Regions from separate parts of the Anser cygnoides genome. Here region 2 is linked to region 1. The links are chromatin contacts, called in public Hi-C maps. All regions are on one chromosome and are shown on one strand. The core of a region is the stretch at or near the end of the contact, and the rest is flanking DNA. Distances in the headings are between cores, read along the strand shown.

The links. Hi-C and Micro-C count contacts between places; a contact is called where the count stands out from the background.
Region 2: a Hi-C map of liver shows a contact between it and region 1, with 1.8 times the contacts expected there. The contact joins the promoter of RASSF8 here to the enhancer-like site in region 1. A contact is called at or near these places in 3 of 7 Hi-C or Micro-C datasets (granulosa cells and liver).

The regions. Positions count from the first base shown.
Region 1 is chr1:76,998,144-77,001,697 of Taihu_goose_T2T_genome, forward strand. It overlaps RASSF8 (Ras association domain family member 8), which reads right to left. Exons shown (of 6, transcript XM_067000502.1): 4 at 1,337-2,226. Among named protein-coding and RNA genes, the nearest start is that of BHLHE41, 28 kb to the left of the region's middle. Within about 2 kb of position 1,963, at least 1 of the 3 cell types and tissues checked has open chromatin away from gene starts, as enhancers often do. A contact at or near this core is called in liver, where this site is marked.
Region 2 is chr1:77,073,972-77,077,525 of Taihu_goose_T2T_genome, forward strand. It overlaps RASSF8 (Ras association domain family member 8), which reads right to left and starts at 1,908. Exons shown (of 6, transcript XM_067000502.1): 1 at 1,725-1,908.

The DNA.
Region 1 (3,554 bases), core at 713-3,212:
ACGATCACATTTTTCTCACTCATTTAGTAAAGACAACTTATACACACATGGTTCTGGGTGCTCAGGAGTAAGGATGCAAAATCTCTTTACATATTTACAGTGGAATTATCTGACTGCAACTGCAGCCCTGTGGAATACAGTGATTGTGAATCCCAGGAATACTGCCAGAATCACAGCTCAAATGGATGTGTTGGTTCCTCAGTCTTATCTTACGTGGTATGTTAAAAGTCCAGGATTTGATCCCCAGAGTTACAATCTCTCCTTCACCTCTCTGCTAGCAGCTGTATTTCCATTTATATTTATTCTTTCATGCTCTATTAAATTCCAAGTGATATCATCAGCTTTTGAAAGGAAGCAGAGACTGGATTCTCTTGTGACACATGTGCTGCAAGTACCTGATGTGGAGAGAAAATCCTTAACACTGGCAAGCTGGACAGGAAAAGGGAGATGCTGTTCTTTAAAACAATGTCCCTGTAAGATAGCAGCTGTTTTAACTCTACATCCATCTACTATCCAGATGCTGCTTTTGGACTGTACTTTTTAATTCATCATTTTTGGTGGCAGAAATATCCAACAACAATCAGAAGTTTAGCTTCAGAAAAGGCTACGGTGGCACCAGTTTCCCTGAAACTTAACAATATAATGCACTGATCTGCCAAGAGCTGGGGCCTAAATTCTCAAGTTATCTAACCCTAAATCAACAGGGGTTTGAAGACAAATGCTTTTAAAGGAGTTTGGCCAAGAGCACTATGGTCCTGTTCAGCACCCAGCAGTACAACCATCCCTTGGCTAGCACTGAATGTGCTATTGTTCATGCAGGAGATGATATTTTTCTGAGCTGTGGAACAGCCCAGACTCATCAGCGTAACAGCGCTACACTGAGATAATGAGCACTCCCTCACAGCAGGGCAAAGGGACCAGATGCATTGCCATGGATGCGGCTGTGTTGCCCTCAGCTACTTTGGCTGATATTAGCTCTGGTATTTTGCTATCACGCTCTACTGCATGGTGAAGATACGCTCTGAATGATTTCTCAGAGGTCACCGGGCAGCCAGTGAATGGCAGCAAGCTCAGGCTGTAACTGATGGGAAAGGAACCTAGCCTGCATGTAAATAAGGAGAGGTTGTGTGTGATAGGTAAAATTAAAATTGACTGTTCTTCAAAGCAATCTGAAATGCAATTTGAAAACGGGAGCAACTTTTTCTTCCTTTTACGTAAGTTCACCACGGAAAGTTTCTTATGCGTTCTTTCGTCAACTTGAAATCTATGCTAGAAAAAATCATTATAATCAGGTTTTTGACTTTTGTTTAGCCATAGATAAAAAGGTCGTTCTTACCTGTAACCGTTTGGTAGCTTGGCCCAGAGATCTTTCTACAGCTTTGATGCCGTTTTCCAACCGTAAACTTTGCTGGCCCTGAATATCAATTTCACCTTTCACCTTCTCAATCTTTTCTTTGACCTCTTCTTCATTCACTTGGGATTCTTGAACTTCCCGATGCAACTTCTCTGCTTCGAGGCCACTCTCCATATTATGGATCTGCGACACGTAGTCCTTCAGCTTGCTCTCGCATTCCAGGATCCTCTGCCTCATCTCCTGGAGCTGCTCCTTCAGTTGCTTCTCATTCTCTTGCTCGATCTGCAGCTCGTTTTCCCAGAACTCTTCCTCCTCGATCTCTACTTCATTTCTTTTGATCTTCTGCTCTAGCTTGAGGATTTCTTCCTCCAGACTGGAGTTGTACTTCTGCTCCCAGTACCGGATCTCCGCCTCGTTGGACTCCAGCTGCTTCTCAATGCACTGCAGTTTCTCTGTCTGGAGGTGAATCAGTTTCTTCAGCTCTTCTGCTGTCGTCTTGCAGTTGTTGAGCACCTTCTGCTTGAACTCGGACTCTTTACTTTTACCGAAGATGTCCATTAGCCCCTTCGCCCCACCAGTGAAGGTCAAGGACTTCCTTTTTGGCTCCCTCCGCTTCATGGCTTTGTCATTTGGGGGCCGCAGCTTGGCCAGGGGTGGCAGGCTCTGCCGGTACAAAGTCCTCTCAGGGACGCGAGCCACACTGTCCGAGGTGGGCCTCTCACTCAGGGAGGGCCCGGTGCGGCGCAGGATCAGCTGCACGTCGCTGGCATACTGCCCCCACTTGTTGAGCGACACCACGGGGTTCTCGTGGGGCGCCAGGTGCCGCTCGGTGTCCCGCCACTTCTCGATCAGCGCGTAGCGCCCGGTGCGCCCTGAAGGGACAAGGACAAGGACAGCCGTCACCGACCGCGCCGCCGCCAGGGGGGGCCGCCGCGCCGGGCAGGGCCCGCCGACGGCCCCGTCGGCGGCTCCGGGTGGCCTTTCCCCGGCACGGCCCGCGGGGCGCCCCCACAGACCGACGGACGGACCCACACCGCGGGGTCTCCGTCGTGAGGGCGAAAGCCCCGCCGTCGGGGGCAAAAAGGTGCCGAAAATCGACTGGTTTTAAAGCACGCGTTATCCCAGCGGATTTTGGAACGCTTCTGCAGTTACCATTAGCCTTAAAAACAGCGTTTGCTATTTTAATGCCGTACATATATCCATTGCCACAACAGACCATCATTTAAATGGTAATTTACGTCAGCACATAAATGCTTGAAATGCCAGTCATTTGTGCAACTATGAGGTGGGGGAGTTGGAATAAATGTAATTATCCATCTGATGTGTTTTCTTTACTTTCTCCACCTGCCTAGCCAGTGCACTTTCCCCCAAGGAACAAAAATATCCCCAGTCTTAGGCTGAAAGTCTGCCTCTGGCCTCCAACCACAACACTCGCACAGACTCCCCACCTCAAATTTGCAGGAGGCAAGCTCTGCTGTGCCAATTACCAAGTGGTGTAGCCCCCTAAAATCTGCTAGCATCAGACCAGCCTTAGAAAGAGCTCCCCAGGAGAATGGGTAGTTTGCTGGAAATGGTTCCTCTGATCTCACTTTCTCACAATTAGTTCATGATGAAGACAACAACAAAAATCGGCTTGACAGGCACAATCTAGAAAGCAGATTGCTTTGGCTGGTGGATCACACCAGCAATAGTTAGCTGGCCAAATAAGAGACCAAAGCATCCACATTCACTTCCAAGTCAGGAGTGAAAGCTCAAAGAAGATGCAAAGATTTAACTAATTGAAGTCAGCAAAATAGGGCAAGCAGCATGGAAACTGCATTCCGCCTCCCCTAATGCCTTATAAATAAACGACTTGAGGTAAGCACTGGGGAAAAATAAAAGTCTATCGATAAACATACTACTGTGCTTAGCCCACATTTTCAGAAACAGATTTAAAAGTTTATTGTCATGAAGTACTTCAAAACCAAGTTTATTATGCCAAGATACAAAGTCAGATTTTATTTATTTATTTGTTTGTTTCACCAACCCACAATATTGCTCATTGATCCACGAAAATTTATAGTTTGTAGTAAGCATCAGTGTTATTATAGGAAAATAAACCTAGTGCTATTTGCCACAGCGTACTAACAATAAAACCCCGAGGAAGAAAAATGAAGTAAAAGCATGCTACAGATCCTAGGACAAAGGTTGTATTTTCCAC
Region 2 (3,554 bases), core at 658-3,157, 76 kb after region 1:
AAGTAATGCTAATCATCTTAATTTGTCTCTTTGGAATTATTGGTGGTGTTTCCAGACACAGGCCATGGTACAGTTTTAAGAGAAAACTTCTTGTTAACGTTACTTGTTAGTTTTCTCCCCATCTATTTTCCCTGATCCCAGAGATTTTAATCTTTTTCTTTCCTAGAAATGAAAATTAACAACCACAGTCAAATTCTGTTAGGTTTGTGGTGGTGGGAAGGACGGAGAGTTTATCTTAGCTCTTACAGTTGGTCCTAAAGAGCATGCAGCTGAACACTACAAATGACAAGCAGTTATTTCTACTCCCTCACAGCAAAAAAAAAATAACCATTGAATATGCAATGAATTGCTAAGACACAAAAGGTAATACTTCTGGTTCAACATCCAGCCTATTTTCTAATTAGATATTAAACAAAGTTCAATATGAAATTGTATTTCCTCCTGTCCTTAGAGAAAGGGGAGAGAGTTGGACTTACTTTGCAATTTAACCTTATGGTCTTTAGGAATGACATCTATCAGGGGAGGTAACAACACAATCCAGGGCTACACTCTTTGAATCTGACCTAAGGAGTTCACATTATTGATAAATTATTTCTCTACCATCAGGCTTCACTTTTACAGCACAACACAATCAGAACACTACCCAGCACAATTAATTGAGAGCACCAAAGCCCTTAAACAGGTGTCTTGGTAAAATCATCAGGCAACTGATTGACTTACTCTGCACAGCACATCCTTCATCTGAATGCGTGATGCTGGGGATGAGACAGAAGCTTGTGAAGTCCAAGCCAGACTTCAAAAGCCACACCACAGAGCTTTCTGATGCGGGTGTAGGTAGTTTCCAGCTATTCTGCTAATGGGGCAAGCTCTGACACAACTGCAATTTTCGGATGTAACGCATGACAGGTGTCATTCCAGAGGGGACACAGAAATCCATAACCTTCCCCCCTTCGTATTCTCCCCAGCAATGAAGCCCACAAGCCACAGACCCGCACCCCACACCTCTGGCACATGAAACCACCATCCCACCGACAGGCACACGGGTTGGCACACACTAGGCTACTACAAGAGCCCAAAACGGATCCAGGACCAGACCTCCACACCCATGCTGCCGGGCAGCACGAACCGAGGACCAGAGCCCATTTCCATACCCTGTGGAGCTGGTGCCTCTTGACTGTCCCGCTGCTTAAGCTTTCCTCATCACTGCTCTCCCCAAAAACAAATAAATATACATATCTCATGCATTCCCTGCTAGCAAAACAGCTTTTCTTTTAATCTTTTTCTCACTGGGGGAGAGAAAGGGGAAAGGAGGGGTTGGGACAGGAATAAAAGAGATTAATCATGAAACAAACCGGCACTGTCTGGAGAGGAAGGGGGGGGGTGGGGGGGGTGGGGAGACCAAAACTAGTCCACGTCGCAAACAAACAAAACAAAAAAAAAAAAAGGAAAGAGGGGAAATTCCCCCGCTGGGGACAGCGAGTGAGGAGGATGAGAAGTCCTGCGAAGGCTTCCCCGAGCACGAAGAGCTGCCCAACTCCGCTCGCAAGGGCGCCGAGCAGCACCCTCGATGGAGGGAAAGACGGAGACCAAACGCCGGGGCAGGGAAAGGGAATGGAGGAGCGCGGGGGCAGGAAAGAGCAAGGCAGGCGTGAGGGGGAAAGAGGAAAACAGAGCCGAGGGGAGCCGGGGAGCGGGCAGTCAGGACTCCCCCGCCGCGCACTCACCGCTCTGCCGCCGGGCGCCCGTCCCGCAGCGGCTCCGGGCAGCGCCAACGGCCCCAACGGCCGCGGCCCCGCCTCTGCCCCGCGGGGAAACGGGGCGGGGGGACCGCGGGCTCGGCTCCGCCTGGCCCCGCCGAGGGCGGCTGCGGTGGGGGTGTGCGCGGCCGCCCCCGCCTCCTTCCTGCCTCTGCCCCGCTCCCCTTCAGCGGGGGAGCCATGTAACGGAACTGGGACGCCAGCGCGGCATTGTGGGAGCTCTTAAAGCCGCAGCCGCACGCCCACCGCCGGCCGCGAGGCACCGGGGACGGGACGGGGACTAGCAGCGGGTCCCTGGGTTGTCAGCGGCGGTTCCCCCGGGGCGGCTGGACCCCCCTGAAGCGAGCCCTGGAGGAAGAGGAGGAAGGATAGGAGACCCCCAGCTGGGACCTGGCACTGGGTTCTGTTGCTCCCTCTCCTTCCTTTTTTTTAAATTTTTTTTCCCTCTCCCTGACTTTTCCTTATTGTTTCTGGGAGGAGTGAGAATGCCTTCGTCGCTTGTTTTTAACTGAAATGTGGAAAGCCGGCAGTCAGTGTTTGCTGTTGTTTCCTGCGCTGGGTTTTTGATGATGGAAAATTCCCTGGGGGAAAAAAAACAAACAAAAAAAAAAAACTCAGGGCAGCAAAGAATCTTGAGCAAGAGGCTATTTTGGCTGAAAGTTTTGAATAAGAACTTTTAATCAGTTTTGTGATTGTACAGCTTGGAATAGGAAGATGACTGTTTCAAAGGCGAAAAGAAAAAAAAAAAAGAACTTGAGAGCTGTGATTCACAGGCATTTACTGCTGTCTACGAATGTTTGCGCTGGGTCTGCTCTCAGCTGCCTGCAGTGGTGACGCCTGGCTCTTCGTGGGGCTGATGGCCTTCCCAAAACAGCCCCTGGACCATGTCCAGAGGCCAAGAGACACTGATGGTTTGGGAAGGAGCCTCTCCAAGAGAACTCCTTTGGCCGTTCGTCTTACCACCATGTTAACAACGTTCCACACCTTTCCTCATGGCTCAGAAGCACAGCTTCTGAGCGTGGCACACTTCGATCAAAATGCAAGCACAGAAGTATCTGCGAGATTTGGGCTTGGGGATGTTTCTACAAATATTTCTAGTTGGTATGGACGTTGTGTTGCGATCACATCATAACCATACCGCTGAGCGTATTTTTCATAAGCACGCCTGGCAAGGCAAAGTTCCAGAAAAAGAGTTTTCTGGAGACAGGGACATCACTTTTAGGTGTGACCTGCACCTAGGCCTTTTCATTCTCTTTTTAGACAGGAGGAGGTGTTAAGCAGTCTGTGTGAAAGGCTTTAAGCACACAAAATGAGGTATGGTTAGGAAGAAATTACAAATATTTGTGCATAGAATCATAGAATATCACAAGTTGGGCATCTGTCAGGGAACATGTGATCTACATGGTCAGCTACATACACACCTTAAGAAAAACAAAACACTAGAGGGATACCTCTAGAAATGGTGTTGGTGACCAGTTTTCCAGTAGTCTACAGGATGAGATTTGTTTGCGCTACGCGTTTTTCACCATTACCTTCGTAGGTGTGCATATTGTTAAAGATTGTGTCAGCAGACAGTTTACAAGCAGGAAAAAGGGCTGTGTTTTCCAGGTAGACCATTTGCTGCAGACGTTTAGCCAAGTATTCCTTTAATTCCTGAGAAGTACCCTTTCACAATGCTACTTCCTTTTTTTTTCATGAAGCATGTAAGCACAATAGAAGCTGTAAAACTCATGCAAGATCCTTTCTCAAAATCCAGCCTTCTCAGGATTTCGTATGAAGGAAGGAGAGTGATCTGGG